Linked DNA regions of Mus musculus: all the other regions are linked to region 6. Evidence: chromatin contacts called from public Hi-C, HiCAR-type and promoter capture Hi-C data. All regions are on one chromosome and are shown on one strand. The core of a region is the stretch at or near the end of the contact, and the rest is flanking DNA. Distances in the headings are between cores, read along the strand shown.

Region 1 (4,452 bases), core at 520-3,019, 1.2 Mb after region 6:
TGAACATTTATTATGCTCACCAAGTCAAGTGTACCCAGCATTAATTACTACTGCATCCTAATTCTATCTCCTCTTGACAGGCCGGCAAATGCTGTTATCCAAATTTATAGAGAAGGAAACAAGCTTTGAGAGATTAAGTTGCCCAAGGTAACTCGGGCTAGACAGCTTTCAAAATGCAGACTCTTAACTGGAGCATATAAACTCCAAAAGAGTTCCCGACTCTTTTGGAAAAGAATCCTTTTCAACTTCACAGTTCAAGACCCCACCCTAGCCTTTCCAGCATCCAGTTTAACTTCAGCCAAGTTTTTGGTTGTTTTGAACAAAGATGTAGAGAATGCTGTCAAACGTTAGTTCAGGGGGTCAACAGAGAAGCTGGGGGTCGAGAGTGGAAATTTAGGCGCCCCGGGCGCACTGGGTAAGAAAAGTATCTGGGGACCAACAGGCGAGTCACGTGTGCATGAAACTCGACCTAAGGGGTGGGGAAGGACGGGAACCCCCGCCCCCACCTTGGGGCGCTGCTCCCAACGCCTGTAAATACAGCTATCAACTCCGCAGATCGCGTAGTCCATGCCCTGGCTTCCCGGCTTCACCTATCTGTGGCGCCAGGACGGTTCCCAGATCCACTGCTTCTTTCGAGGGCGCAGACGAGGTGAGACCGGCGGTTCCGAGGCCCGCTGGGTCTGGCACGCAGGGAAGACACCCCGCGTGGATGCGATTTGGAATTGGGATCCTGGGTCTCAGGAGATCCGGAGTGTGGAAGCGCCGGGGAGACTCTGTGTTACTCCGGGTGTCAACAGCTGCGGGAGGCAAGTTTGTCGGGGACAGGTGAGCAGCTAGCGCAGCTCAAAGTCACCCAGCCACACTTGCAGGTCCCTGTGAAGCGTCCGTTACCTGAGTCTCTGGGCACATTGTTCCCTCTGTCCGACCCCTTCATTCTCCCCTTCTTCTCTTCCACTCTGTTTAGAACCACGGTTGTCATTATAGGATGGGACCTCGGGGATCCCTGATTCAAAAGCCCCGTTTCACAGATGAGGGGCTGGGCCACCCCCTAGAGAAGGGTCTCTTTCTCTTCGTCTTTCTTGTTTGCTCTTCCCCTGATCATTTCCTCTAGGCTCGCCCGGGTCTTGCTTCGGGTCCCCGGGTCAGATCGCCTCCCTTGTTGGCGGTGGCTACCGCGGCCCTGGAGGGCTCGGGTTTCTTCGTTCCCTCTGGTAAACACACCCGCCCGCCGGCCACCCCATCTGCCTCCTTATAAAGTATGTCCTTATAAAGTCTGCAGGCACCGGACTTCCTGCCGGAGCCCAAGCCCCCTCCCAGGGACAGAGGGGCTGGCGCGTTCCCAGGCGCGCGGCGGAATGAGGGGCGCGCGGAGGCGCCACGGGGCCCGCCCAGGGTCTCCCTCCACGTGGCAGCCGTGGGATTGGCCCAGGAGACAGGACGAGCGCCGCCGGCTGTGTCAGGCGGGAGGAAGTTTTCTACCCGGGCTCTGGAGAGGAGGAGTAGAATGAAAGGCGTAACTAGAATAGAGGGTCTCGGGGTAGCCCCAGACTTCCCTTTCCGCCTCCTGCTCGCTTCTGAGAATCCGATCTGGTGCCTAGAGGCTGGCTAGCTGTGGGCCAGAGGTGGCTACAGAGCACGGTGTGCCCCTTGGTGACTTTGAGAGACTTTGGGAACTTGGGGGGTTGTCTCCTGGAGCGGGATCGGGGCGCCCTGGCTCGGGTAGGCAAGCCCGGCAGCGCGCCAGGAAGTTGCTTCGCTCAGACCAGACCTTTCTGGTTCCTGATAGCGCCCTGCGGGCCAGTGGCGCGTTCGCTCCTGGCACTGCCAGAGCGCGCGGAGCCAGCTCCGCAGCACCGGGCTCTATGGGGCCTCCATGAAGGCTCCATCTCTTTGGCTCCAGGGGTCTCAGGAGCCACCATGATGGAGTACCCTTCCCAAGGGCCGCTAGGAAGCCCTTCTCTGAGCGCTCTGTTTCTCTGCAGAGTCTCGGCCACCATGGCTCCCACGCTGAAGCAGGCGTACCGCAGGCGCTGGTGGATGGCTTGCACCGCTGTGGTGGAGAACCTCTTCTTCTCCGCGGTGCTCCTGGGCTGGGCCTCCCTGCTGATCATGCTCAAGAAGGAAGGCTTCTATTCCAGCCTGTGCCCAGGTATATCTGAGAAGGGTGTGGGGGTGGGAGGTGAAGACCGCGAGGGACGGTAGAAGGAGGAGGCAGGAAGTTGGAAAACAAGGACAGGTGGTCAGGCAGAGACAAAGCGACAAAGCAGGGCTGCCCAAGACCGGAACACTGGGCAGCTAGGAATTGGACAGCCTCACTTCATGATCTCTTCAAACTTCAGGTGCCACTCTGTCAGGATTCTCTGATTCAGTGATGAGTGAAAGCCAAAGTCCCACTAGGCATACATATCCTGAGACTGATTGCCTATGACAACCTTCTGTCTAGAGTAGTCCGTAGACTCTTAGAAGTTCTGCACCTACCTGGATAAGGAATGCTCAAGTTAAACAGGTCTTTTGTGTGTGTGTGCTAGCAAGCATTGAACTACATCACCAATACACAGAGAGTTCTTAATGAGATCAAACAGAAGTACACAAACTGGAGAATGGACGTGAAGGACCTATACTCTTGGTCTTTTCAGGACCTTGGAGTTCCCAGGTCTACAAATCATCCCTTTTGTACAAAGTTAAAAGCCTTATTTCCTCTAGAATGGATATTTGTGGAGCGTTTGTTTCTGTTTTCCACACCAATCACCTTGGTCTTGTGTAAAGTGACCCGGACCTGGAGTGGGAATTCTAAACTCTTTGAGAATAGTTAGTGCAGCCAGAGGCTGCCTGTCTGCATCTGTCCGTCAGGGAGGGAGCGCCTCACTTAGTGACTGGGACTTGGTGGATATTTTTCTTTTCTGGAAAGGAGAGTGTTGTGCTCAGTGAAGGGGCTGTGTGGTGTGCAGTTTGATGTCTCTCCTGTCTCTTTCCCCACATCCTTGTTGTGGAAAGAAGGCCAACAGGGATTGGAATCCCGGCTTCCATCTCATTTAACCAGTGAGTTCCTTGCAAATTGAGTGTCCATTACCTAGAAACAATAGTAACATCAGTTCCCTGGATGACTAAGTCTCAACACACATGTGAATGTCCTTCTGGCTTCTCCTGACTCTTCAGCTCAACCTGTTGCCTCATTGCTTAGCCTGTGAGTGTGGGAGGATGGAAAACCATTTCCTTGAGGGTGGAGGTGAGGAGGTCTTGATATCTATCCTTACTTGCAGCTCCAGCTATACTGTGGGGCTGCCCCACCCCTGCTGAAGTTATCTCTAAGGAAGCAGTGGGTTGCACCCAGCTATGGCACTCAGCCCAGGTGCCTGGCCCCAGTTACAGAGGGCTGGGGCTGGAGATGATGGAGTTAGTGTGAGGCCTAGGAAGGCAGGGTGGATTCCTTGAGGAAGAAGTCTGAAATGGAATGATAGGCTTGCATTTCAGGATGGTTGAGAGGACCAGGTGGGTCCTTAGGGACCCCCACCCACAGGAGATTCAAATCCCTCTGAGCTTTCTCTGGAGACTAGAGAGCACCATCCCTTTGTTGTCTGGTGGCCTTGATGTCTGCTATAACCCATCCAGTGGCTTCTCCCTGTCTTCTGTACTTGGAGGTAATAGGCTTTCACTAAGAATTCTTTAGGAGAAATTGATTTACCTTGTACATTTTGATGATGTTTGATAAATATATACACTCTAGTAATTATCACAAGTCAATATTTACAACATTTCCACCCCCCCCCCAGAACTTTTAAGGGCCTGGGATATGTATAAGTCTCTTATTTGTAACATACAATATAGTAGCTTCAAGAATATCCAGTGTTTTATACTCATCCCCACAAATTTTAGAGCATATACGTATCCCCAAAAGCCACACTGTACCATGACCAACACCAGCTCTCTGTTCTCTCTCTAGGCAACCACTTGTCTGCTTTCTGTCAGAGATTGGCTATGACAAATACCAGCTATACCCATTTGGAATGTTTTCTTTTTTACGTTTTCTATAAACGGAATTTTGTCTTTTGTGGCTGATTTCTTTCACTCAGCATAATATTTTTTTTTTTTTTAGGTTCATCCTTGTTCCACATATAAGCCTTGTTGTTGTTGTTGTTGTTGTTTTTAATAGCAGAGTAGTTCTCTACCATGTGGACTGACTACATTTTCTTCATTAGTTAATGGGCATCTGGGTTATTAAGGCTAATACTCCCGTGTTTATGTATTTATTTTGGAGTGGATATGCTGGGTCATGAAGGTAACTTTAATGTTTTCCAAAATGATAACCACATTTTAAATTCTCACCCGCAGTGCATGAGGGATTCCACCTTCTCCACAACCTCAGCTTTGGTTGTTGACTGTCTTTTTTAATTTGCATTTCCCTAATGGCTACTGAGGTTGAATGTTTTTTCATGTGTTTTTGTTGGCATATTC
Region 2 (4,636 bases), core at 777-3,276, 1.3 Mb after region 6:
GACTTGTAATAACTTATTCAGGCAATCAGAGCCTGACTCCTACTGACCCCTGGTGCCTCACCTCAAATGGTCTCCGAGTAGGACGGGGTATTATGAGATTTACTCTGTAACAAAATAGAAAGCTGCCTCTTGAATTCTATTCTTTTTTCCCCCAAAGATTTACTTATTTATTTTATGTATGTGAGTGCACTGTAGCTGTCCTCAGTCACACCAGAAGAGGGCATTGGATCACATTACAGATGGTTGTGAGCCACCATGTGGTTGCTGGGAATTGAGGACCTCTGGAAGAGCAGTCAGTGCTCTTAATCACTCTCCAGCCCTTGAGTTCTATTCTTAACTACTATCAAAGAGCCCTATTCCCTCTCAGGAACAACTCTGTCTCTGTCTCTGTCTGTCTCTCTGTCTCTTTGTCTCTCTCTGTCTCTCTTTCTCTCTCTCTCTCTCTCTCTCTCTCTCTCTCTTTCTCTCTCTCTCACACACACACACACACACACACACACACACACACACACACACACACCGAGGGGGAGAATGTCTGCTCATTATTAAAATTGTTGTGAATGATGAGCCTGCTCAGTGGGTAAGGCACTTGATGCCGAGCCTGATGACTGGGGTTTGATTCTTGGGGGACCCACATGGTAGGAGGAGGGAAAGGACTGTTGTGAGTTGTCCTATGACCTCTACAGTTTCATGCCCCACATGTACACAAACAATCAAATAAACAAACAGTTTAAACTTTTATTTCACTTCTGGTCTGGTGCATGGTTTCACCATGCTGCCTCTGGCTCATGGTTCCTGTCATGACCCGATGTGCATCCCTTAATCCTCATTGATTATCTGATGCTAATTTATTCAGCTGAAGGTACTGCATGTCAATGCCACAGTACTGACAACACTCTTCCCCAGATTCAGTGCTTTGGGCAGACGAGCCATGTGGCTTTCTTTCTTTCTTTTTTTTTTAAGCTCCCTTCTCAGGAGACAGTAAGAGGCCCTCCCTTTAACATTCATCGTTGCTATGACATTTCTGTCCACTTCAAAGCCTGTTCCTGTGTTTTGTTGACCGATAAAGAGCTCACAGATGGGACCTCTTTGCTTCTGGGCATACAAGCAGCCTGTGTGGCTTCCCACAGTGAGGCTCACACACTAGCATGGTCTTAACGTCCTGGATTATGGCCACCCATACCAGATCCCATCCCAGAGGTTTTAAGTTCTGTTTTCTAACCCCAAACATTTGTTCATGTCTCCCATAACAGTTTGTTTCCTGGGTCCAATGTGTGTGTGAGAAAGACTCTAGGCGTTGCAGGTTTCAGCAGTGACCTTGGGGGCAGCAGTGTGGGGGTTGTGGGGACAAACCCTTTCTCACACCACAGTTCACATTCCCCAGATATAGGGGAGATAAAAATTCTGGTAAGTTTTGCCACAAGAATGAGAAAGAAATTATGGGAATTAAAGACTCAATTTGCCTTAGGCTCTGGCATTGGAATCTTGGAGTTCTGGGGCTGTGGTGCATGGCACCCTCCATTTCTTCACTGTAGAATGACAACAGGAATCTGTCCTGGAGCTGAGGAGCTGTGGACAAGGAGCTGAGGCTTCTTGGCATCTGGCTGATGCTAACCTCTACACCTTCCTCAAGGGAGAAGAATCCACACTGAGGCACGGGGAGAGTGAAAAAGTGGGGAAGATGGCTTTTTAGCAGGAGACAGAGGCTCAAGGAACGGTAGCAAAGGCTGCCCCTAGCATCTGCACACACTCACAAGTCTCAGTCTTCTGTCTCTCTTTGCCTTCCCTTCTTTCCACCACATCCTTAACTCCATGCAAAGCTTCCTTAGGAAGCTCTGGGGACGGTGGCCTCCCTAGAATGGGCACCTGTCCTAGACGTTTACACACAGTTCAGTCTGTTTCACCCAGATGCCTGACAACAGTTAGGTGCAGCCACCCATAAAGTTAACTTTACTAGGTGAAAGAGTACTGGTGCCTTGTGCACACTCCCCAGAGAAGGATTTGGTTAGAATTGTCAGGCTGAAACCTGCCAAGACCACACTTTTTTTTCTTCCTTCCTGCTATCTAGTTAGCTTGCATAGCTCATACCCAGGTGCAGATCTTCTAATTTAAATATTCCCCGGTCTGCTCTTTCTGACCCTGTTGCTCTGACCTAACACTCAGTTTTAAAATTACATGTTTACTTATTTATTGTGTGGGGGAGGGGCACGGGTTACAATGTGCACGTGAGGTAACTCCGGAGGTAGGTTCTCTTCTTCCATCTGTTGGTTGGCTCTTTCTTCCTACCTTGTGGGGATCAAACTTAGACTGCTAGGCTTGGCACCTACCCACCTTTCACATTTGTTTTAACCCTAGCATTTCTTTTAACTGTAACATAAAGATGAAGCGTCACAGGAAACCTCCAGCTGTTCAGAGGAGACTTGGCACACCGTACACAGACCACCTGCCTGGCCACAGGTGTGTTGATCATGGCTCCAGATGTTCTTGCGGTGACAAGGGAAGAGCAGAGAGAGGACATTTAAGTCCTGCTGGAGTCTGGAAAGCCACCACCTTAGGTTGAGGTGGAAAACCACCCTGTGAGCCTTAGCTCAGGGTTGTTTCTGCCCAGTGAAGTAGAGCACACTCTGCCCCACTGCTTGCGATGGGAAAACTTCAAAATGCAAAAGGAAACAACAGACTCCCTCATTATCCAAAACCTTAAGCTAAAGTCAATGAAAATATCAATCTTCATATTCATTTTTGTGTGTGTCATGTTTGTTTCTCCAGCAGTCAATGTGGAAAATTCAAATGCACAGAAATATCAGTACTTGGGAGAGGGCTCTTGATTTCTCTGGAGCCCAGGGGGTGGAGAGGAGAGAGCTGTTCTCACGTCCTCCGGCCAGGTGTCCTTGAGAGTTAGACAGCCATCTGGTTTTTTTGTTTTTGTTTTTTCTCCTTTATGCTTGAGAATGGAGGTTATCATGCCTACTCAGTGAGGAATGAGAATCAGTGGGGCTCCCTATGAATATGCTGGCCCTGCCACACAGTAGGTCCATAATTAATGACACACCGCGTTTTCATGAAGGATGCAAAAATCACCTTACAAAGGTATGCTCCACTTAAGTGTGACATAGTTCGATCTCTTCCTCTGAGTAAGTTCTACCCTACCCATCGTTATCTCCTGCAGGTCCTTCACCTTCTGGCTCCGATTTCTCCATCTTTCCCTATCGGTTACCTACTCTGAGTTTTCACACAGAAACAGTCATAGCTCTGAGCCTGCAGCTGGCAAGCACAGAATTACAATTCCAAATGAGTATCTGTCAGACCCTCAGTGGGAGCAACTGACTTGATCCACAAGGTGATAAACTTGTATGTAAAAGATACTCAGGCTGGATGAAAATGACAGCACTGGATTGTAACCCTAGCACAAGAGGTGAAGGGTGAAGGGTCACAAGGTCGAGGTCATCTTGAGCTACACAATGCAGCAAACACTGCCAAAACGAACAAGCAAAACAGCCCTTGAATGTCTCCTTGTGAGTGACAGTTGAGTTAGAATTCTTTCCTAAGCTCTGCCATTTGCAAGCAGGTGGAATGGGGATGACAGCATCAGTCTTTCTGGCCTCACTTTCTTTATTCCTGGAATGAGTCTGCCATGTCGGATTGTTAGTGGAGGTCCTGGCAAGAGTTCTAGCCCTTGCAAGGCTATTATACTACTCCATTCATGGTTAGACATACTACTCCATTCATGGTTAGACTTACTCTGCCTACTCACTGAGTGGTGAAGGTCAGTGGAGACACCCATGAACATGCTTGGCCCCAGCACACAGTAGGTCTGTAGTTAATGGCACCATGTTTGTTTCTAAAGCAGTCCCAGGAGGTAGTCATCTGTAACTCATAGACGGGCAGAAGGAGACTAGGAGGCAAGGGCACTGCTGATGTGGTGTAGGTTGTAAGGGGCAGAGCCAGGAATATTAAAAGTATGTTTTTAGTGCTTCTTATATAGGCTGCCACAACCTCACATTAAAGAGTCGACATGAGAGCTTTTGCTGTTCACTGCCGTGAAGATGAGTTTGGGCTCTGGACTCAAAGTCAGCTCTGACACTTAGGTGCTGAGCCTTGCTCTTTTTGTCTCTGACTTAGAGATAATATTCCTTACCTCTTAGAGTTGTTCTTGGTGTTACTCTTAGAGTATTGAGATGATACAAATCACTTACAATAGCACACTGAAAATACTTCCTCACTAGTAGTTGGTGTTGTCATCATTAAAATTCCTACCTAAAATTTGAGAGAGGTCTGCCTAACTCTAGCTGTGCCAGACTTAGACAAGAAATGTTTCTCAAATTTATTTAGTTGGTGTGATGATTAATCTTCATTGTCACCTGGACTAGAGTTCAGATCTTCATGGGAACAGACCTCTGTGTTTGATTGTTTCCAGACCCTTGTCCCATAGACTCAGGTCCGGTACTGAATTAAAGGAGAAAGTGGACTAACATCAGCAGTCACCTCTTTTTACTCCCTGACTGCAGGGGTGATGTCATCGGCCACCTCAAGCTCCTGTTGTCATGCCTTCCCACCATGATGGGTGGAGGTAGCCATTGAAATTGTAAGCCCAGCTCAATCTTTTCTTAAGTTGCTTCTTGTTGTGTGTTTGGTCACA
Region 3 (4,828 bases), core at 1,385-3,884, 1.2 Mb after region 6:
GGGCAGGCACAGTGTGTCAGAAGTGGACGGGGGATCCTCAGCCACCATCTAGAACAAATCTTCGTGAGACAAGAAATCACTGAGGGCTGGAAAGGAGAAAAGTGGGCTTCCGGTTGGTAGAACCCCTTTCTGTCCTTCTCAGAATCTTTGGTTTCTTCCCTTCCTTGCAGTCAAGGCAGAGGGAAGCCTTTTCTGCAAGCCTCCCTCACCCTCTGTTAACCCCCTAACATGAATGGCGTATGGGACCAGAGAAGGACTCAATCTACTCTTGAGCCCTTACTGCATGCCAGTACTCCATTTATGCATGCTGCCCTCTTTATCCACAGAACCCAACCTGTCATGGCCCCTGGGGAGATCAATAGTACAAAGGCCCCAACCTTTCTAGGAAGGGAAGAAGACTTCACTCTGAAGTCCAAGTGTAATGTGGGACCCAGAGCTGAAAGAGCACACACTGGACTGTGGACCAAGGACCTGCTCTGACCTTTCTTTCAGAGTCCCCTTCCCCCATCATACCTTCTCAATAAGATATGCTGGCCTAGAGGTAAAGGGAATATAGGTACTGTGCCCAGATGCTCAGTCTTGGAACAACCACAATACTAGCTGTTCAGGGTCGGGGGTCAGGGTCACGGGGTGGGGGTGGGGACAGGACAGGATGGACATAGGCTCTCTCCATAGATTTCCACTCCTAGGTTCCAGGCTCTGGTTACTCTAGAGCACAGCACAATTGAGAGTCAAGAAGAGGTGATCAGTGACCAAAGGCATAGCCAGATCTGGCCACAGGAGGGAGTGGAGAGAGACTACAACATGATATTGATCCCCGGAAGGCTAAGGTACCCAGAGCCAAAAGGATCCATTCACCAAGGGATCATGGTCAAAGCCCAAGGGCTGCCAGACCTTGGAGTACCCAGGATCTGAGATAAAGTTCTCAGCTTGTGCCAGCCGTTAGGCCAGAGGCCCCTGGGAATAAGAAACTTGAGGAGGAAGGGGTGGGGGGCAGTGTCCAAGGCAGGAACCAGGGTGCACCATAATAGGGCAGAGATGTCCCAGTAAAAGTAGACAGGCCTCTAGTTGTAGAAAGAAGGTGCTGGGTCCTAAATACAAGCACCATCTGCACACCTCAAACGCTGCCTCAGAGAAGAGCCAGGGGCCTGCCAGGCAGATGCTGAGGGGGCAGAGGGTGAGGAGGTGGGGGGCCTTGGGAGTGGCAGGGGGGCGATGGCATACCAGTGACGCAGGGGCCTGAGGAGGCACCGATGCAGGTGACTGGAGGCTTTAAAGCTGCTGCAAACAGCTTCTCACTCTGCCAGAATGTAACACCCCAAAATAAGCAGCTACTGTGGGGCGGCAGGATCCGACGTCGGGGCTTGGAGATATAAATGGCAGCGCTGAGGCAGCCCAGGTACCCACCCCAAGGAGGCTGCCCCCCACCCCCACACACAAAGTGCTCACGCTCCTTCCCTCAGCTCTAACCCAGACCCCGAGCTCAGGGTCCTTTGGACTAGCCCAGCAGCTACTCCTGAGAGAAGGGCTATACCAGGCAGGCGCTTTGGAATGGAGAGCTTCCCACGTGGAAGTGGTTACCAGAGCCTCTTTGTCTACTCCCTGGGCACCATCGCTTCTCTTCCATCTCCTTCTCTGGCTTCTGTTGACATCCTAATCCGTCTCAAATCACTCTACCGCGTAGGGATCCCGGCCCCCACCCCTGGTGACCATTTTCCTGGTGTCTGAGTCTTACATCTATCCTTCCTCACTAGCTTCCGCTGGTTTCTAGTCCTCCCATCCCCTTTCCATTCCAATCTCCTAGAGCCCCAGTCCTCACCCTTCCGGTTATCTCCCCCCCCCCCCCCGCTCCCCTCTAGCTTTTTATGCCCCTGTACACCTCTCTCCTGAACTGGTCACCCTCTCCTCCCTCTTCCTTGGTCTTCCCCTGGACCCCAGTTTCTGGTCGTCTAACCTTTATGCCTCCTCCTACCCCTCCTTTATCCCGCCCCCCACCTCCTCTTTCTCACCCCCACCTCCCTAGACACTTTTCTCATCCTGACTCCCCTCCTCCCTCCGACCCCTACCCTCCCCGCCCCCAGTCTCCAGCCCACACCCTTGGCTGTCACTCAGTGCTCGGAACTAGCCTCCTTTTAGCCCCTCCATCTATGCGACTAGGCAGGGCCATTGGGGAATCTCTCTCTACCCCCTTCATTCCCAGGCAGACCCCTACCCACATGGCTTGTCTTCCCAGGTGACTGGAAAGTGCTGAGACACCGGGCACGAGGAGTTGCTGAGTCGGCGCTTCCCCAGCCGGCCCGAGTCCTCAGCGTCCCCCCGGAGCAGGTGGAGCCGGGACAACAGAACCTGAGCCTCTTTCTCCTCCTCCCAGCCAGCTCGGTCTGCCCTCCGCGTCCCCCCTTGGTCACGAGCTCCCCGCACATTCCCGCAGGCTCCAAGCCCAGTGCCCTCCTGCGGCTGGCAGCTCTGGGGGCGGAGGCGCCGCTCCCGCGCTAAGCGGTTTTTTGCTCCCTACCCACCCCACCCCCTTCACTGCCCCACCCTCGTGCCCAAGGAGAGGGGCGCCTCTCTCTCTAGTGTCCTCCCGCCGGCCGGTGTCCCTACCTTGCAGCAGGCGCCGGAGCCCGGGCAGCATCTTGTCTCGACGATCGGGGGAGGGGGCGGCGGGGGGGAGGGCACTCCCACTCGCTCCCTTATCCCGCCGGACAGACGGCGGGGACTCCGCGGGGCTCCGTAAGGACCCGGGGAGTCCCGGGCTACGTAGCGGGGCTGCGGAGTTCTACCCTGCGCCCCCCGGACTCCGTGCCTCGGAAGGAGCCATCGGCCCCGACGGGACGGGGCGGGGCACGACGGGATGGAAAGGGCTGGGTTGACCCTGGACACCCGGTGTCCGCGCCCCTTCAGCAGCGCGGCCCCGCAGGGAGTCGGTTAGTCGGTCGGTCCGTGCGCCCCGGCTGCTCGCCGAGGGAGAGTGGGGACAGCGAAGAAGCGCTCCCCCCCCCCCCCCATTCCCGCACTCGCTGGCTCCTCCCTCGCTTCCCGGCCTGCCGGTTTAACCCTTTGCTGGCTACTAGGAGGAGGGAGTAGTTCTCCATCTAGACCACTCAGTCTCCGGCCCCCTCCCAACCTTGGGAGATCGGGAAGGCTGTGTTCCCGTAGCCTCTGCGGCGCCATGCCTTTAGAGAAATCCCTTCTTGGTGTGTGTGTGTGTGTGTGTGTGTGTGTGTGTGTGTGTGTGTGTGCGCGCGCGCGCGCGCATGCAGTAGTGTTAAGTCCCCTCCCCACCCCCACCCCCTGACTTGTTCAGGGTGAGGATTTCCCAACTTTCCCAGAAGATATGCAGTTTCAGAGCAGTTTCCCACTCAGCGCCCCTCCTCCTGCCCTGCCCTTCGCGATCGTTTGCGTCCCTTAAAGACTGCAAAATGTCACGTTTTCTTTTCTTCCTAGACCCTCAGGGCGGTTTGCATAGCTATAGGACCAGTGTGTCTAGGAGTTCGTGTGAGCAAGTGTATGTGCGCGTGCTCGCGCGCGCAGACGCTTGGGCAGGTGTAGCTGAGTGCTGGCCTTTTATTCCTGTCGGGAACCAGGACCAGGGCGGGAGTACTAGTGTGTGCTCGCTGGTTTCTGCTCTGGTTGAGCCACGCGAGGGCTGTGTGAAATTCTGCGCGCTCGAGTTCGGGATGGGAGGAGAAGGGAATAAATGTTCAGGTGTGTTGTATGTACCTTAAAGCTTTTTACAAATGGGTGTAAGTTTGAGCGTGCGTGCGAATTGTGTGCGTGTGTGAACGCGCGCGCGTGCGCGCGTGTATTTACGTGATATGTCCCAAAGGGTATGATTTCTTATCTCTCGCCAGAGGGCAGAAGAGGATCCAAAAGTGGTAGCAGACTGCTGGTTCACAAAAACTTCTAACCCTCTTCTTACCAAGGGGCGGATAGGGGCCTCATAGGGTCCCTAGACGCCTCTATCCTGGCGGAGTCAGCCAATCCCTGACCTCAGCGCCTTATTTTAAAAGCCTCAACGCCTTTCGCCCTAGTCTTGGTCAGTCCAAGGTGCCTAGTACACGGTTTTTGATAACCCCCGTATGAAGGGAGCCGCTTGGGGAACTGTCGCCAAGCGGCGCACGCGGGGTTGGGATTGCTGCAGTGGTGCCTACGGCGGCGGTGCCAGGGCCATCTGGATGCAGTCGGACCCTGCCTGCGAGTGGAGCGGAGGAACCCTTAGTCCAGGCACGGGCTCCTCTTCATACCTGTGCCTGGGTCCAACGCTGTGCACGGCATACAGTCGGCGCTTTATATATGCTAGTCTCATTCTTCTCATTCACTCCACGCACCTTTTATAATCTGCCATTCTTCTCTCGTACTCATTCGATTTCTCTCATTTTCTCCCCCAACTCTTATTCATATTTTATGATCCCCATCTTTAATCTCTATTCTCTTGTGCGCCGCCTTTTAGTTTCTGTCCTTTCCTCCCCAAAGATGAGATGAGTATATCTTCTGTCTTCATTGGTTCTCTTTCTCTCTGTCTCTGTGTATGTGTGTGTGTGTGTGTGTGTGTGTGTGTGTGTGTGTGAGAGAGAGAGAGAGAGAGAGGGGGGGGGGGAGAGAGAGAGAGAGAGAGAGAGAGAGAGAGAGAGAGAGAGAGAGAGAGTCCCAGCCTCCTCTTGGCCTCTCCAAGTCCGCATGTGTTTCCTCGCCTCTTTGTCTCTACTCCCTTCCTCCCTTTCATCTTGTTTCTTGGCTGGGCTGCGATGTTGGTGGTGGTAGCTGCTCTCAGACTCTTGCACCTCATTCTGGAGTGCCCCCTGGTGGTTCTATCTTACGTTGCTTC
Region 4 (4,832 bases), core at 1,994-4,493, 1.3 Mb after region 6:
GAAAGGTTGGGGATGTTGGCGCTCAAGTCAGACCTCATTATAACCACTCTGATGTTACAAGAAAATCCACATTGGTGAGAAGCTATAGACCAATCAGAACAGCACCTGACTCTATTAGCTGCAGGAACCGAAGCAAATAGGACTAAGTAACCCCCCCACCCCCCACCCAGATCCTGGGGACTGGACCACTAGCCAAAGAGTATATATGGAGGGACCCATGGCTCTGGCTGCATATGTGGCAGAGGATGACCGTGTTGGACATCAGTGGGAAGAGAGGCCCTTGGGCCTGCGGGTGTTCGATGCCCCAGTTTAGAGGAGTGCCAGGGCCGGAAGACAGGAGTTGGGGCCTCATAGAGGCAGGGGGAGGGGGATGGGATAGAGGGCTTCTGAAGGGGAGACCTGGAAAGGGGAAAAAATTTAAATGTAAATAAAGAAAATATCCAATAAAAATGTGAAAAAAACCCCCATAGGACTAAGGACTTAGTATAGTCTAAGATTTGCACTTGACAGTGTCCATAGGCCTGTCCTGTTACTAGAGGCAGTGCCTTCTGCAGTCAAGTGGGGTATAGGGTGAGGATCCTACCACTTGGGAGAGAGGAGCTACTTAAGTCTAGGCTGGCTTATCCTGAGTCCTGCGCTCTGGCGGCTCCAGAGCTGTACTCTCCTGACTGCTCCTGCTGATTTGCATTCTAAATTCTCTTTATCTTGGCTTTGACCTTTTCTCTTCTTCCTTTGCTCTTTCCAGTTCCTTATCCACCAGGTCCTCAGGAGAGCAACACATGAGCCCGGGGCTGAGGCTGGGCTTGCATGCACAGCAGTGACTTGCAGGAAAACGGAAAATCTGGCTCTGTGTTTCCCTTTTGTCTCGTCTTGTATTTTTAGTTCCCCATCGTCACCCTCCCCCCTTTCTAATTTAATTTACTTTTTAATTTCTAAAGAAAGGACATGTTTTCTGCAATGTCTCAATATCTGGTGTTAAGACTGGAGAAGTTAAGAGCAGTTAAGAGCAGAGGTTTGGGAGTTGGCAGTTTGGGCTGTGAGGCATGATCTTGGGGCAAAGTCCTTTCAGGATTCTCCACTAAACTCCCTCTCTGGCCCAGATAACTACAAATTGGAAATCTCACCTAGCCTGCTGAATCCGCTCCAGGTGGACTTCACTTTGAGGACAGCTCCTATAACTAAGGTGCTTTGAACCCGTTTTAGTGGGGCAGCTAGTGGGTCTGTGGTCTCTCCCTCTGCAGTAAGTCACTTGAATAGTCTTTTTTGATACTTTGTTTGGGTGGTGATCGGGACCTCACTTCCTGGTGCTTGCCTTCCCACCATCTCCCTGTAGAAAGAGGGCCGAGCCAGGAAGCTGGGCATCTAATGCAAAAAGGCAGCTCTCTCTCCAAGGAGAACTGTGGTTCAGGCAAGGAAGACATTGGCTCATTTGCTCTGGGCTGGAGAGCAGCACAGCTGGTTAGGCCAGCTATTTCATGCTGATCACAAGCTCCGATGGGCAATTATAAATGTCTTTGATTAATAAAAAATGGGATGGTGAATGAATAGTTAATCAATGCAGTCTGGCAGGAAGGCTCTCTCGGAGCCTGGGCTGGGGGTTTCAGCAGGGGCGGGGGGAACAGTGAAAAGGATCCTTAGAGGGGAAAGGCAAGGCCCCCTCCAGTGATGGTTCCTGATAAGCACCTCTGTCCTGATTCCAGCTTCATGATTTTTATGGTGGGGTTTTCTTGGCAGCTCTGGGGATAAACGTGAGGTGGGGAGCGAGTGATGAGCAAGTGGGAAACAGTTTGTATGGTGCCCACCCGAGGGGGCAAGGTAATGCGGAAACACAATGGCATCCACATGCAGTTGCTTTTGATCCCTATGTCTGGCCCAGCGCCTGGAACTGTGTTAAAACAAGCTTAGTTAGGGCAGCTGAGGCAGGATTACCTAAAGCTTAAAGTCAGTCAAAAGAGAGCAAAAAAGACCCTGTCTGAATCCTAGACAACTGTTGGGATAGGAAAAAAGAAGAGTTTTTTTTTTTTAATTAATTAATTAAATTAATTTTAAACTCCAGATTTTATCCACCCTCCGACTGCCCTCTGAAAGACCCAACCAAGCAGCTGAAAGAGTCAGATGCAGATATTTGCACCCAACCAATTGACAGTTTTTGTTTGTTTGTTTGTTTGTTTTTTGGTTTTTCCAGACAGGGTTTCTCTGTATAGCCTTGGCTGTCCTGGAACTCACTTTGTAGACTAGGCTGGCCTTGAACTCAGAAATCCGACTGCCTCTGCCTCCTGGGTGGGATTAAAGGTGTGTGCCACCACACCCGGCTTTTTTTTTTTTGAAAGAGACTCTTTTATTTTACAAGTTGGCAAATGTCGCTTAAAAGCTTTGTCTGAGGAAATCCCAGTCTCTGGTATATGTAAGTGATGTTTGGAGGAGATAACTTGTTCCCTTGCCTCAGGTTATGCCAGCTATTTTCTTTTTTTTTTTATTATTTATTTTTTTTATTACATATTTTCCTCAATTACATTTCCAATGCTATCCCAAAAGTCCCCCATACCCTCCCCCCACTTCCCTACCCACCCATTCCCATTTTTTTGGCCCTGGCGTTCCCCTGTACTGGGGCATATACAGTTTGCGTGTCCAATGGGCCTCTCTTTCCAGTGATGGCCGACTAGGCCATCTTTTGATACATATGCAGCTAGAGTCAAGAGCTCCGGGTTACTGGTTAGTTCATAATGTTGTTCCACCTATAGGGTTGCAGATCCCTTTAGCTCCTTGGGTACTTTCTCTAGCTCCTCCATTGGGAGCCCTGTGATCCATCCATTAGCTGACTGTGAGCATCCACTTCTGTGTTTGCTAGGCCCCGGCATAGTCTCACAAGAGACAGCTACATCTGGGTCCTTTTGATAAAATCTTGCTAGTGTATGCAATGGTGTCAGCGTTTGGATGCTGATTATGGGTTGGATCCCTGGATATGGCAGTCTCTACATGGTCCATCCTTTCATCTCAGCTCCAAACTTTGTCTCTGTAACTCCTTCCATGGGTGTTTTGTTCCCACTTCTAAGGAGGGGCATAGTGTCCACACTTCAGTCTTCATTCTTCTTGAGTTTCATGTGTTTAGCAAATTGCAAAGAAGGAAGTGGTGGAGACAGGGGAGGGTCCCAAGCTCTTACTGGAGGAGACAAGCAGGAGGCGGCCAACCTGAGGCAGAGGACTAGGAGGGGCCATGAGAGCGGGAAACCGGCCCATCGCGGGTAGGACTGGAAGGATACTGGCCGGGTCTGGCCGAGCTGGGCTGGGTCTGGCTGAGCAGAGCAGAGCCGAGCCGGGCAAAGCTCGACAGGGAGGCTCTGGGCGGAGGGTAGTGGAAGGCGGTAGCCTGGTGGCGGCGAGGCTGCGGCGACAGAGATCCGGGAGAGAGTTGCTGCCGGCTGGAGCGCGACCTCTTGCCTGGTGGAAGTTAGTGACTGTCGGTAGAGGCAGCGGGAGGGTGGGTGGGGGTGGGGGATGGGAATTGTGGTCCGAGACAAGGCTCTTGTTGGGATATTTTTCATAGTGACCAAGTAGCCGTGAGACCTTGGGGCAAGTTCAGAAAACCTTCGGAAGTTTTTGTTTTTGCCGCACTGAAGAGTTCCCGCTGTAGACCGAACATTTATTTGTCAGGCCTTCGAATGGCTCAGGGTGGCTGCTCCTCTGGTGGACTGTATTCAGGCTTTCAAGTCGGGGGTTCTGGGGGGGTGGGAGGGGAGCTCCTACCTCTGCTTGTGATGTCCCCAAACATTAGGCAGGATGTGTGTGTGTGTGTGTGTTTTTTTTCCTATGTGGCATGTGTTGCCATTGAGACCTGCCTTATCTTCTTACCCATGGGTAGTTTCGCGGGTTCTGTGAATGAAAGGATGTATGGACGGTATTTTGGCGGGGGGTGGGTGTTGGGGGTGCGTGGGCGTTGTTTTTGTTTTTCCATGTTTGGGAATGAATTCTAGATAACATTCTATGGCTCAACCGCATTCGCTGGTCATGTATGAAAGTTTTTATTTTCCAAATCCTCACGGCCTTTCTCCTGAGGACCCCTTTCCCTCGGTGTCTTTTTCCCAAGCTTCCTGTACCAGGCTACTTCTGCCTCATTTTCCAGGCTCCATGGTTATTCCATGGCGTTTCTTGCTCAACCCAGAGACAGCTGGAACAAGAGGGCTCATTGAAGTCGAGAGCTTGCCAAAGGAATTTCCCACACATCACTACCAGTGGTCCTCTCTGAAGCTCAGGACAGGATTTGTGGACTCACTTCACCTCAGACCATGGCAAGCAAGGGCTTGCCCCTTTACTTGGCCACCTTGTTGACTGGACTCTTGGAATGCATCGGTTTTGCTGGTGTCCTCTTTGGCTGGACTTCACTGTTGTTTGTGTTCAAAGCAGAAAACTACTTTTCAGAGCCCTGTGAACAGGACTGCTTGCTCCAGAGCAATGTAACAGGGCCTTCTGGTAAGGACAAAGATGGCTTTTTCATAGGAAGCTGTGCTTGGTTCCTGGGAGTTGGGAAAGAATAGGAAGGTCTCTGTGCTTTACCCACCCTGCCAGCCTTTCCATGGGGGGGGGGGACTGTCAGCCCCCTCTCACCCCTTATGTGGAGGCTATCAAATGGGGAAGGAAGCACCTGGTTTTAGAGGGGGACCTTTAGAGACCAATATATTTTAATGCACCTTGGTAGCTTTCTGGTCAGCAAAGTTGTTCAAGGTAGAGGGGAGTCTGGTCTGGGCACTGACCTGGCAGGAAGGTTGGGGTGCGTCAGATTCTGTCTCACATAATCAGGGTTCCTAAGAGCTTTTCTCTCCCAGATTTAAAAGCGC
Region 5 (4,873 bases), core at 1,297-3,796, 1.6 Mb before region 6:
TGACAGCATAACTATTTAGGTAAGTATGTACATATGGCTGTATATGTATATGTGTGTGCATGGTATATAAATACACGTGTCTATATTACCATACTATACACATATGCATGTACAGGTGAACATATAATGAACATGTGCATGCTTCCTCTAAAAGAACAATATGACATTTGACACAACTGCTGTCCAGTGTTCCCTGGAACAATTCAGGTAGCTGTTTCTCATTTTCTGAACTAAACATTGAGCTCTAGGCTACAAAGATATGACCATCACAACAGAAGTATTCTGTGTAAAAATTATTTGCAAACTAGCCTAGCTTACGTTATTTTGAGTTATGTACTTACAAAAATTAAATACATATGGCTCAATCTTTTATGGGTGTCTCTTTACTTTCCTAAGATATATCTTTGCTCTGCTTCATGGAACTCAGTACATTTTCCTCTCTAATAATGTTTTGAAAACTTCAAATATATAGTTGAGTCTTCAGTCCTTCTCAAGTGATGCCTGCAGAGAAAGCCTACATGCTCTGGTAAACAAACAAACAAATAATAAACAATTCTCAAGTGAAGAGAGTCAGAAATTCCTTTAACTTCCAATATTGACTATTTTTCCAGCGTAATTGTGTTCATTCTGAGTTCTACATATTTCTGGGTGACCTCCTCCCCACAGCACACAAGTTTTCTGAGTTTCTACTTCTCTTTCTCCCAAGACTTCCAGACTCCCCCAAGTGGATATCAGAGAAATTTTGTCTGCTTCTTCTAAAATAACCGACACTTCATAATGAGGTTTAATCAATACGCATCAAGTATTTTCTAATTGAAGCATGATACATGGAAAATTTCTTTTTATATAAATCTAACACTCCCCCGCTATACCCTATAATTTATAATTCACTCACATGACTGCCACCTCTTTTAGCAAGACTCCCCCATTCTATCTTCTTTGAAGAAGTGAAATCAAACTGTCAGACTCATTTAAGTACCATATTATGGGTTATGGGGAAGAGGCTGTCATTGTTACCTAAAATTCTATATATAGGGCACACATACTCGACCGTATTTTAGTCTTGGCCCACGGATAAACAAGATAAACACAGCTTGTATCGGACTGCAGTTTTCTCTGTCATAGGGGGCATCAGAATGTCTGGAATCTGCTTTAACCAATTAAGCCTTTCAAAGCAAAAGGGAAATAAAGCCTTCAGTAAATCCATTGAAGGCACCATGTCCCAGACTCCCATGCCTGGTATCGATCTTTTTAAGTGCCGACTAATGAGTCCTATGGTAGTAGCAGATCTATGGTGTGTGTATCTGTGGTGCTCCCACTCCACCACCTCAAAGGAGCTAAACTTACACAGGTCAGTGGATCACCTGGGAAGGGGTAGGGTAGAAGCAGTCCTTGCTGATGGCTGCCTTGACCCTTTAAAATCCAACCGGAATCTCTGCTGAAGACCGCAGACCGGATTCCCTACTTTCTGTGACAAGCGCAGGAGTTTGTGTGCAGCTTTTCCTTTCAGGTCGCTTCTAGGGCGAAGGCTTCTGTTTTTGTTCAGCACCTCTCTGGCATGGGAGCTCCTGGCAGCGGCTTCTTTTGCCGCAAAGCATCCTTTTCCTCTCAGCTTTGGCAATTTAGGAAGAACTGATGCTCCCAGGGGAGGTGGATGAGGGGAGAGCGCCAGGAATGGGAGCACATCCATCAGGAGTCCCTGCTTCTCCCTTCTCCCTACTTCCACTCTCGTCGCCACAAATCCCCTCCCCCAAGCTCTTAGCACATAGCATTTGTGATATGTGTAACTGGGGGGCGCGGGGGTGCGGGGTATTCCATACAAAAGATGCATCAAAGCGCAGACTCCCCTAAGCCAAACCCAGAGGCACCTGGCACCTGCCCCGATTCGCTGCAATTGGAAGCGGATGGCTTGGGTACTAAATTATTAATTTATTTATTTCCCCTGCTCCCCCGCCCGCACTCCAACCCGCAGAGCAGAAGCTGCGGTCGCGTTGCTCCCCAACCCCCCAACCTCCGCCCGCACCTCGCAGGAGTCTCGCACTTGTAACCGGCCGTCGCCTCCCGGCCCCTGGCGGTCGCGACGCACTCCCACTCGTGGCCAGGCTGGCGCGGCCGTGGGTCCCGGCGGCGGGGGAGGCGGGGGGGAGGTGGCGGGTGACAGATGTACTCCTCTGACAGCTCTCAGTATCAGCCCAGTGGCTCCCTGCCATTGGCTCAGTGCGATGGACCAGCAACGCCGCGCACTATAATAACACTCATGCCTGCCAGCGGCAGCGACTGCGAGTGCGGGCGCCCGGCGCGGGGGATGCTGCGACCGCTGCCTCTGCCGCGCGGGCGGCTCCCGCTGCCCGGCTGCGCCCTACCGCGCGGGCTCTGACCGCTCCCGCCCGGTCCCGCCCGGCCCGGCCCCCCTTGTGGCTGCATCCTCCCCAGGGGCTCCACGTCCCGGTTCCTATCTCCAGGCGAGCACTGCGCCGGAGCCTAGGCGAGCGCGGCCGGCATGCGGAGGCGGCAGGGCGCGCACCGCAGCCGGGCATAAGGAACCCGCGTGCCCGCCGCCAGCGCACAGCCGGCCGCTCGCCCTGCCGCGATCCCCAGCCCACCCTCCCGGCCCCGGCTGCGGCTGAGGGTGCGGGTGCGTGGAAGCGGCGGCTGCGGAGGAGAGGCGGCGGCTGCCCCATGGAGTGTTACTACATTGTCATCAGCTCCACGCATCTCAGCAACGGACACTTTCGCAACATCAAGGGAGTTTTCCGGGGCCCTCTCAGCAAGAACGGGAACAAAACTCTGGTAATTCATTCTCTCTCTCTCTCTCTCTCTCTCTCTCTCTCTCTCTCTCTCTCTCTCTCTCTCTCTCTTTCTATTTGTCTCTCATCTAATAGGGCATATCCGGAGGGATGAGTTGACGGATGGATTTGGGAGCTTTAGTGATGTTTGGTTTGCAAGGAATTCATTTATTTCATTTATTTATCTGATGGGCGTGGGATGAGAATCGGGTATAGAAAAGGGAAGGAATCTTAGGAAAGCTCTGCCTAAATGTTTTCCTGAGACTTCATGAAGCTCTCTGTCCACCACACTCCACAGTGCTGAAGATTATAAACCTCTTCTTTCAACAGGACCTCCTAAAAATAGAAAGGATCACTAACCCCAAGTGATCCTGTGACATCTTTCCGTTTAGGCAGCTTAAAGGTGAATGGAGGTGTGGGTGTCTGATGGAGCAGCGAGCCATGTGGCTGGTGGCTTAGGGGAAGTGGCTGGATTGGGTGAGGGTCTCCGAATGAGTTTGTTTCTTGGCTCTTGGCTCTTCGCTGAAGGACTGACAGGAAACTTCTCTTGAGAAGTTTTCTGTGTGAAGCTAAGCAGAATATTCCCATCTGCCCACTACTTGCAGCTTGTCACACTTTAGAGTTTGGGGATATGGGTGGAAGGTGATCACTGTGTCACAAGTACAGACAGTAGGAAGCATGTTAGAAAACAAAACCCACACAGCTATTCTCACTGACAAGCACAGCTTGTCCTTCAGCACCCAGCAGGAAAAGCGCTCTTGATTAGTGGAAGATGTGCTGAGCATAGAGAGAGCACGGAGTAGCTTCTACTTTCCACCCAATTCCCATCATCCACAAAGGCTCATCACATCATACGCAAAGCCTCCCTACAGAACCAACTCTCATGAGCAAGGGTGTCAGGAGAAGTAACCACTTCTCCAAAGGCAGAAAGCAGCAGCGTGGAGTTCTCTTAGTATGTGCACTGAGAGTCCAGCCCAAATCAGGTGGTAAAAGTGGAAGACTTTCTGAAGTCTGTGCCCACTGGCAGACTTTGCTCTAGATTTCTCCTAGTATTTATCTGAAAAAGATAGGTAGAGTAAGTCAAGGACACACGTAGCTCAAAGCGAATATAGTTTTCAAAGCCCCAGATTCTTTATATGTTTAAAAGTATATACGCATTAATAAATAATTCCCTATTTTTTTGAGGATGAAAAGTTCTCATTTGAAGATTTAAGTGGATTGAGACACCCATGGGGTGCATTTGATGTACTCCTGATGTCTTTATTGTTCAGGATGTGTTTATTTGCTCTTTCTGTTGCACTGAGAACCCATGCTCCAGACATCATTAGTTGAGTACTATAGGGTAGGCAGAGTCTAGAAGGATTATTGAAACTGTCTGGACTCTCAGAGAGGTCAGCTAATATTTTAAACAGCCCTTTCTTCAACATTATACATTAAACTAAATATAATTTAAGGGTAAGCAAAAGAACTAGACAAGGGAGATACTTCCATTGTGCAGAGCTAAAACAGTCAAGAATTCACAGAAAAATGAGCAGTTATCTGCCAGCCCTGAACTTGTTACAGTGCTGTTCATTGTGCTTCTTCAGTCTCCTTAGACTTCCCAGGGACCAGATTTGCTCGTGGTGACTTATTTGCTGTGTATTTGAAGCTAATGAGTCCTTCCTCCCTCATGTTGACAAAGGGCAGATTAAATATGAGTTTTCCCGGTGTAACCTCATGATTAAAATGGGCACATTAAAAGCAGCCACCTAAATGAGATGGATAAATCAAAATATATGTAGATGTCAGAACAAGAAGCAGGAGAGACACAGTATGAAATGAAGCTCACAAGGTTTCTCATGACTGTAATGACTGAAACTTGTAGGGGTGTTCGTGTCAGTCCTTTCCAGACTTTTATAAGCTATCCTGTTTGAATTTATTGTGTGTGTGTGTGTGAATTTCATGATTTAAATATTCACAATTGTAATCAACTCTATTTAACACAATTTCTTTATAGGGAATATATGTTTATGTGCTCTAAGTACTTTTTAATGAGTTTTGTCAGTAAGAAAAATGAGATATATACTCTCCCATAAGTATAGTTGGAG
Region 6 (4,870 bases), core at 258-2,757:
ATATAAGAGAATATATTAAGAATATTGGTCACATAGTCTAGCATTAGCATGGGATAGGTTTAGTTAGAAGTTAGGAACAAAAGATAATAGTGAACTATGATTTTTCAGCTATGACTGTGAAATTCTAGATTGTTTACAACTTTTCCATACTTACGATTGCCATAAAAAAATTCTTTAAAATTAGAGACATTAAATGAATCACTAAAAAGGGGGATATTAAGATTACTACATTCTGCTACTACAGGAATTCTTAATCAACTTCTGAAGAATAAATAATACAGAAAAGTAAACTGTCACAGTGTTCCACAAAGGCTCCTGTTGAGTTGGGTGACACTCCTAGGGAGAGTGGAACACATGAAGGGAAGTAGATCACTGGGGAAAGCCCTTGAAAGGAATATTGGGTCCCCTGCCCCTAAGTGTCTCTTTTTGCTTTGGTTGCCATCAGATGAACACTGTCCATTTCCCTCATGGTGGCATTAGGGTTCCAAAGTAGTTTTCTGCTTATGAAATTGTTGAAAAACTAATAACTCCCTTCTCTGGAAGGATGATTCTTCTGTTAATCAATGTAGGTAAAACAGTAACCATGCAAAAGAACAGCCATTCATTGTGTGCTTTTTTAAAGTCAGTATTTGGCTGAATAAAAAATAGTAGATTCATTTGCATATCAAAAGCCATACTTTTGGTTTAGTCTACAATATAAACAGAGCCCTGAAGCAAGACTAACCAGGCTGAAATTCTTATCTTGGATTTTACATTTAGCCACCTTTCTTTCTGCGTTTCATCTCAAACAGTGCTAACAGTTAACCATTCGTACCTCAGTGTAGATGTAATGAGTGAAATCGTGTGTGTAAAGTCATTATGGAATTTACCAAACACTTAAACTAACCTTAAATTGGGCTTGGCCCATACTGTTAGGCTAGTTTGACATAGTAAAATAGTGATTTTTTTTTTTCCGGAATCGTTAAGGCAGCCCCCTAAAATTAGTACAGGACTTGAAGAGAAACTAAGGATTTCACCCACTAGGACTCCACGTCTGACGATCTCCAAATGAAACTTTATTTCTTTACGCAACTTCATACTGAAGGTGCTGCATTGCAACCCTGCCCCTCCAGAGGACAAGACAGTAGCTCATAATTGATGCAGCCGCTCCGTGATTACTCAAGATGGTACTGTCCAGTGCTAACTAGATCTAGAACTCTCTACGCCAGGGGTCTATACAAGTGAGGTGAGGAGGCATCACTCGCGGTGCTAATGAAGGACGAAGCCAAGCAAGTGGCAAGCGCCTCACCAAAAGGAGGCGTCACACGCCGCGCCTTTCCCAGTTCCCACGTCTCATCCACGCCCCCTCCCGGCTCGGCGCAGCCGGAGCGCACGCGCAGCTCCACTTCCGGGCGCCTCGCCTCGCGCCCCACAGTGCATAGCGGCGCCGTGCTGTCGCAAAGGCCACATCCGGGCGGCGAATGAGCGAGTCGCTTTCCGTGCGCTGCGGCGGCGGCTGGGTCTTCCTGCTCCCGCCGAGCTGCCGGACGCCCCGACGGTAGCCATCTGCGTCGCAGTCGGCCCGGTGCCCCCCGCCTCCGCGATGCCCCCCAAGAAACAGGCTCAGGCCGGGGGCAGCAAGAAGGCGGAGCAGAAGAAGAAGGAGAAGATCATCGAGGTACGTCCCCTCCCCCTCCCCGCCGCACCGGGCTGGGGCTCGCCGGGCTGCGGAGCGCGGCTCCCCGGGGCCACGTGTCGGCGCCCGGCCCGGTGGGCCCCGACTGAAGTGGTTCTCGCCGCCCCTCATCGCTGTAGTGAGGCCGCTGCGCCCCCGCGCTCGCCGCGTCTCCACCCACGCGCCCGCCGCGCCCACTCGGCCGCCCAGGGACCCCCGGCCCGGCCTTTCGATGCTCACGACTTTCCGCGGCTCCTCGGGCTGTGCCTGAAAAAACAAGCTGAGTGGCGCTCTGGAAGGCCCCTCCTGACTGACCTGACGCCTTGGGTTTGGTTTTTTTCTTTATCAGGCAGTGAGAGGTAGCGCTGTTCATTTTCAAGAGCCAGCGGACTATTTACCACTTTTTTGTTGTTGTTGTTTCTTTTGGTGTTTGGTCCATCTGGAAACTTTCGTGTCAAGAACAGAGGTTTCCCAAAAAGCGTGGCCCAGCGGTTTTGTACAGAATGCTTCGTTCATACATGGAGTCTGAATTAAACGTAGGCTCTGTCACAGTACCTATGTTAAATTGGGAGCTCCCAGTTTACCTACACACACACACACACACACACACACACACACGAGCGTCTTTTAATGCATTGAACTTGTAGGCATTCAGTGAGTGAGGCAAGGTACTGATGTTCTTAAATGTTCCTCAGGTTACAACGATTGTCTACTTGAGTTTCCTTAAGATAGGTAATGAAATTTCACATTCGATAAACGTATTTCTTCCATACTAATCCTCATTTAAAAGTAAATGGTACCTCATAGACTTGGATGTAGTTGGAAGAAAAGATGACTATTTTACAGCATCTGAGTATAAAGTAACCTTTAGTAGGCTCGTTCTTATTAAAATAGCCAGAATGAATGTTTGGGGTTTCGAAATGAGATGTTTGCTTATGATCGTTTTTTTTCAACATTTGATTGTTATAGCCTTGAAAGATAGAAGTGAGAATTCGCCAGGGTTCCTTTATACACGCTAATGAGATTAATCTTTTGTCAGATTGTATGTAGTTAAAGTTGGCTGATTTAATTTAAATAAAATTAATGTGAACACATCTAATAATTTACTGACTGTTGGAGTTCTAAGGTAGAACTGCCGTAGCCAAACATCTGGAAGCAAAACTGTTGCCAAGCAGTGCTGGTGTGTGCCTTTCATCTCAGTAGACAGTTTGCCTGGTCTACAGAATGGCCAGAGCACACAGAGAAACTCTTGTCCAAGGGAAAATAAAAGAAAGAAAAATAATTGTCACCTTTACATCTGAAGAAAAAAATCAGGATTTGGGAGACTTAAATCTCTGGGAATAATAATCTGGTGGCAATTCAATATTGTGCCAACAAAGGACATTCAGAAATAGCATTTTACTTACAAACTACTGAGATTGAATAAATATAAAATAGACCACAAAACAGTAAAATTTCCATTCAAAAATAAATGTTACAAAACATTATAGAATGTATTTCAGGCCACTTGGACCTATAACCACTTTTAATTAATGAGACTAAAGGGTTTTTTGTTTCGTTAATTTTTGTCACCTGACAGTGGAGATGACACTCAGAAGGGCAGAGGCAGGTAGAGCTCTGAATTCAAGAGTAGCCTGGTCTACAGAGTAAGTTTCAGGACTCTGGGCCTGCGCAGAGAAACCCTGTCTCGATCGAAAGACAACAGCAAAATTAAAGTTATTTATAATAGTCTATTAGCCCTAAAAATCATGAATATATTTTGTCTTCCTTCATCTCTAACAAGATTTCGTTGGTTTTCTAGGGGTTGTACCCAAGGCATCACATTCTAGGGGTGAATTCTACCACTGCTCTGTACAGTCTTAGTCAAGAAGGGTTGGTTGGTTGGTTTCTTTAGTGGTTGCAATATTTTTGTTTTTGAAGTAAAGAGAACTCAACTTTAGCTTTCATTAGTGAAGACATCTCCAAAGATACATTCATTAATGCTGACATGGTGGCATACACCTTTAATCCTACTGGGGAGGCAGAAACAGGTAGATATCTTAGAGTTCTAGGCAAACCTGGTCTGCAAAGCAAGTTCCTGGACAGCCTGGGCTCTGTTACACAGAGAAACCAGTTTCAAAAAAAGCAAAACAAATAAGATAAGTGCATTTAAAGAAAGTATTGATTAAAATTATCCTAATACATGCAGTAATAGAATTAAGCCTAGTTTGGTTTATTTTATAATTTCTCTAACACCGTAGCATGTCTTGACAACTTTTGGAGCTATGCAGTGAGTTTATATTGTGGCTTCTGAGTTGAATTTCATATAAAACAAACAAAAGAAAATTATGTGTGTTTCCTATTATTCTTTTAAGCTGTCTGGGATATCATGGATTTACTATGAGTATGTATTTTCTCCTTGAAATGAATATATCACATAGTATTGTAAAGTTGAAGTTTTATTCTCCATTCACATATTGTTCCCAAACAGTATATAACATTTGTTTACCTACAGCCAGAATAATACTTTGAAATCAGCTTTGAGCAACAGAAATTCTGATCGTAGACTAAGCAGAGCCTGTAATCGCAGCTGAGGCACAAGGATTTCAAGTTTGAGGCAAGCATAGACTACATAGTGAATTCCAGGTCAACCTTGGGTGCAGTACAAAATCCTGTCTTAAAGAACAAAAGAAAAATAAGTATAATTCTTGACTTGGGTTGGGGGTGTGTTTGGATTTAGGGCAAGCAGATTAAAAAAAAAAAATATGTCCTCTGAGGACATGCAGCTCTGAAGAATAGTAATCTAGACTGCAGAAAGGACCCAGGATTGTAAAGAGAACTGAGAAACTATTAGTTGCTGGTGAATTTCTTCTGAGGTACACAGTTGATTGCTTGAAGCTGAATACTTGCAAAGTGTCTCTGTTTCATAAATAGCCAACAAAATATATTAGGTTGTGTCTTCAGAGACAGGACTACTGAGTTATTGCGGTGTCAGCTTCTGCCTACCCTAGGGTCCCAAGTAATAAAACCTACTTACCTGAGAAGAACACCGTCAGCGTTGGCTTTTTTCCTGCTTCGTTTTTAATACCTTTAAGGAGCGGAAGCTGGCCTGTAAAAGGAGTAGGATTGCTTAAGGGTCAGAGGAGAAAGGAGGTCAGGGTTGTTAAGACTACAATTAGGTATGTGGAGAGGGAAGCAGTCCTTTCCTTACAGCCTCTTCTGAGCTCCTTTTCAATC

Evidence for each region. Promoter capture Hi-C pulls out the DNA fragments that hold promoters and counts their contacts. Hi-C and Micro-C count contacts between places; a contact is called where the count stands out from the background. HiCAR-type assays count read pairs that join an accessible place to other places.
Region 1: a promoter capture Hi-C map of embryonic stem cells shows a contact between it and region 6, with 4 times the contacts expected there. The contact joins the promoter of Slc43a1 here to the promoter of Zc3h15 in region 6. A contact is called at or near these places in 8 of 39 promoter capture datasets (the C10 cell line, cranial neural crest, embryonic stem cells and 4 more).
Region 2: a contact with region 6 is called in a Hi-C map of B cells, with 5 read pairs. The contact joins the enhancer-like site here to the promoter of Zc3h15 in region 6. A contact is called at or near these places in 3 of 39 promoter capture datasets (the HPC-7 cell line, HPC-7-derived erythroid cells and pre-B cells) and 1 of 484 Hi-C or Micro-C datasets (B cells).
Region 3: a promoter capture Hi-C map of pre-B cells shows a contact between it and region 6. The contact joins the promoter of Rtn4rl2 here to the promoter of Zc3h15 in region 6. A contact is called at or near these places in 3 of 39 promoter capture datasets (cranial neural crest, liver and pre-B cells) and 1 of 115 datasets of contacts at active chromatin or transcription factors (astrocytes).
Region 4: a contact with region 6 is called in a Hi-C map of B cells, with 5 read pairs. The contact joins the promoter of Slc43a3 here to the promoter of Zc3h15 in region 6. A contact is called at or near these places in 2 of 39 promoter capture datasets (the C10 cell line and pre-B cells) and 1 of 484 Hi-C or Micro-C datasets (B cells).
Region 5: a HiCAR-type map of astrocytes shows a contact between it and region 6, with 6 times the contacts expected there. The contact joins the promoter of Zfp804a here to the promoter of Zc3h15 in region 6. A contact is called at or near these places in 2 of 39 promoter capture datasets (hippocampal neurons and maxillary cranial neural crest) and 4 of 115 datasets of contacts at active chromatin or transcription factors (astrocytes, forebrain, pro-B cells and 1 more).

The regions. Positions count from the first base shown.
Region 1 is chr2:84,838,857-84,843,308 of GRCm38.p6, forward strand. It overlaps Slc43a1 (solute carrier family 43, member 1), which reads left to right and starts at 1,770. Exons shown (of 14, transcript NM_001083809.1): 1 at 1,770-2,149. The coding sequence starts at 1,918. It overlaps D930003E18Rik (RIKEN cDNA D930003E18 gene), which reads right to left and starts at 1,352. Exons shown (of 2, transcript NR_165656.1): 1 at 892-1,352; 2 at 1-797.
Region 2 is chr2:84,962,190-84,966,825 of GRCm38.p6, forward strand. No RefSeq gene overlaps it. Among named protein-coding and RNA genes, the nearest start is that of Prg2, 16 kb to the right of the region's middle. Within about 2 kb of position 2,027, at least 47 of the 459 cell types and tissues checked have an H3K27ac peak or open chromatin away from gene starts, as enhancers often do. A contact at or near this core is called in B cells, where this site is marked.
Region 3 is chr2:84,884,058-84,888,885 of GRCm38.p6, forward strand. Rtn4rl2 (reticulon 4 receptor-like 2) reads right to left here and starts at 2,635. Exons shown (of 3, transcript NM_199223.1): 1 at 2,605-2,635. The coding sequence starts at 2,635.
Region 4 is chr2:84,933,403-84,938,234 of GRCm38.p6, forward strand. Slc43a3 (solute carrier family 43, member 3) reads left to right here and starts at 3,244. Exons shown (of 13, transcript NM_021398.3): 1 at 3,244-3,447; 2 at 4,121-4,467; 3 at 4,821-4,832. The coding sequence starts at 4,284.
Region 5 is chr2:82,051,112-82,055,984 of GRCm38.p6, forward strand. It overlaps Zfp804a (zinc finger protein 804A), which reads left to right and starts at 2,547. Exons shown (of 4, transcript NM_175513.3): 1 at 2,547-2,790. The coding sequence starts at 2,680.
Region 6 is chr2:83,643,071-83,647,940 of GRCm38.p6, forward strand. Zc3h15 (zinc finger CCCH-type containing 15) reads left to right here and starts at 1,508. Exons shown (of 10, transcript NM_026934.3): 1 at 1,508-1,657. The coding sequence starts at 1,583.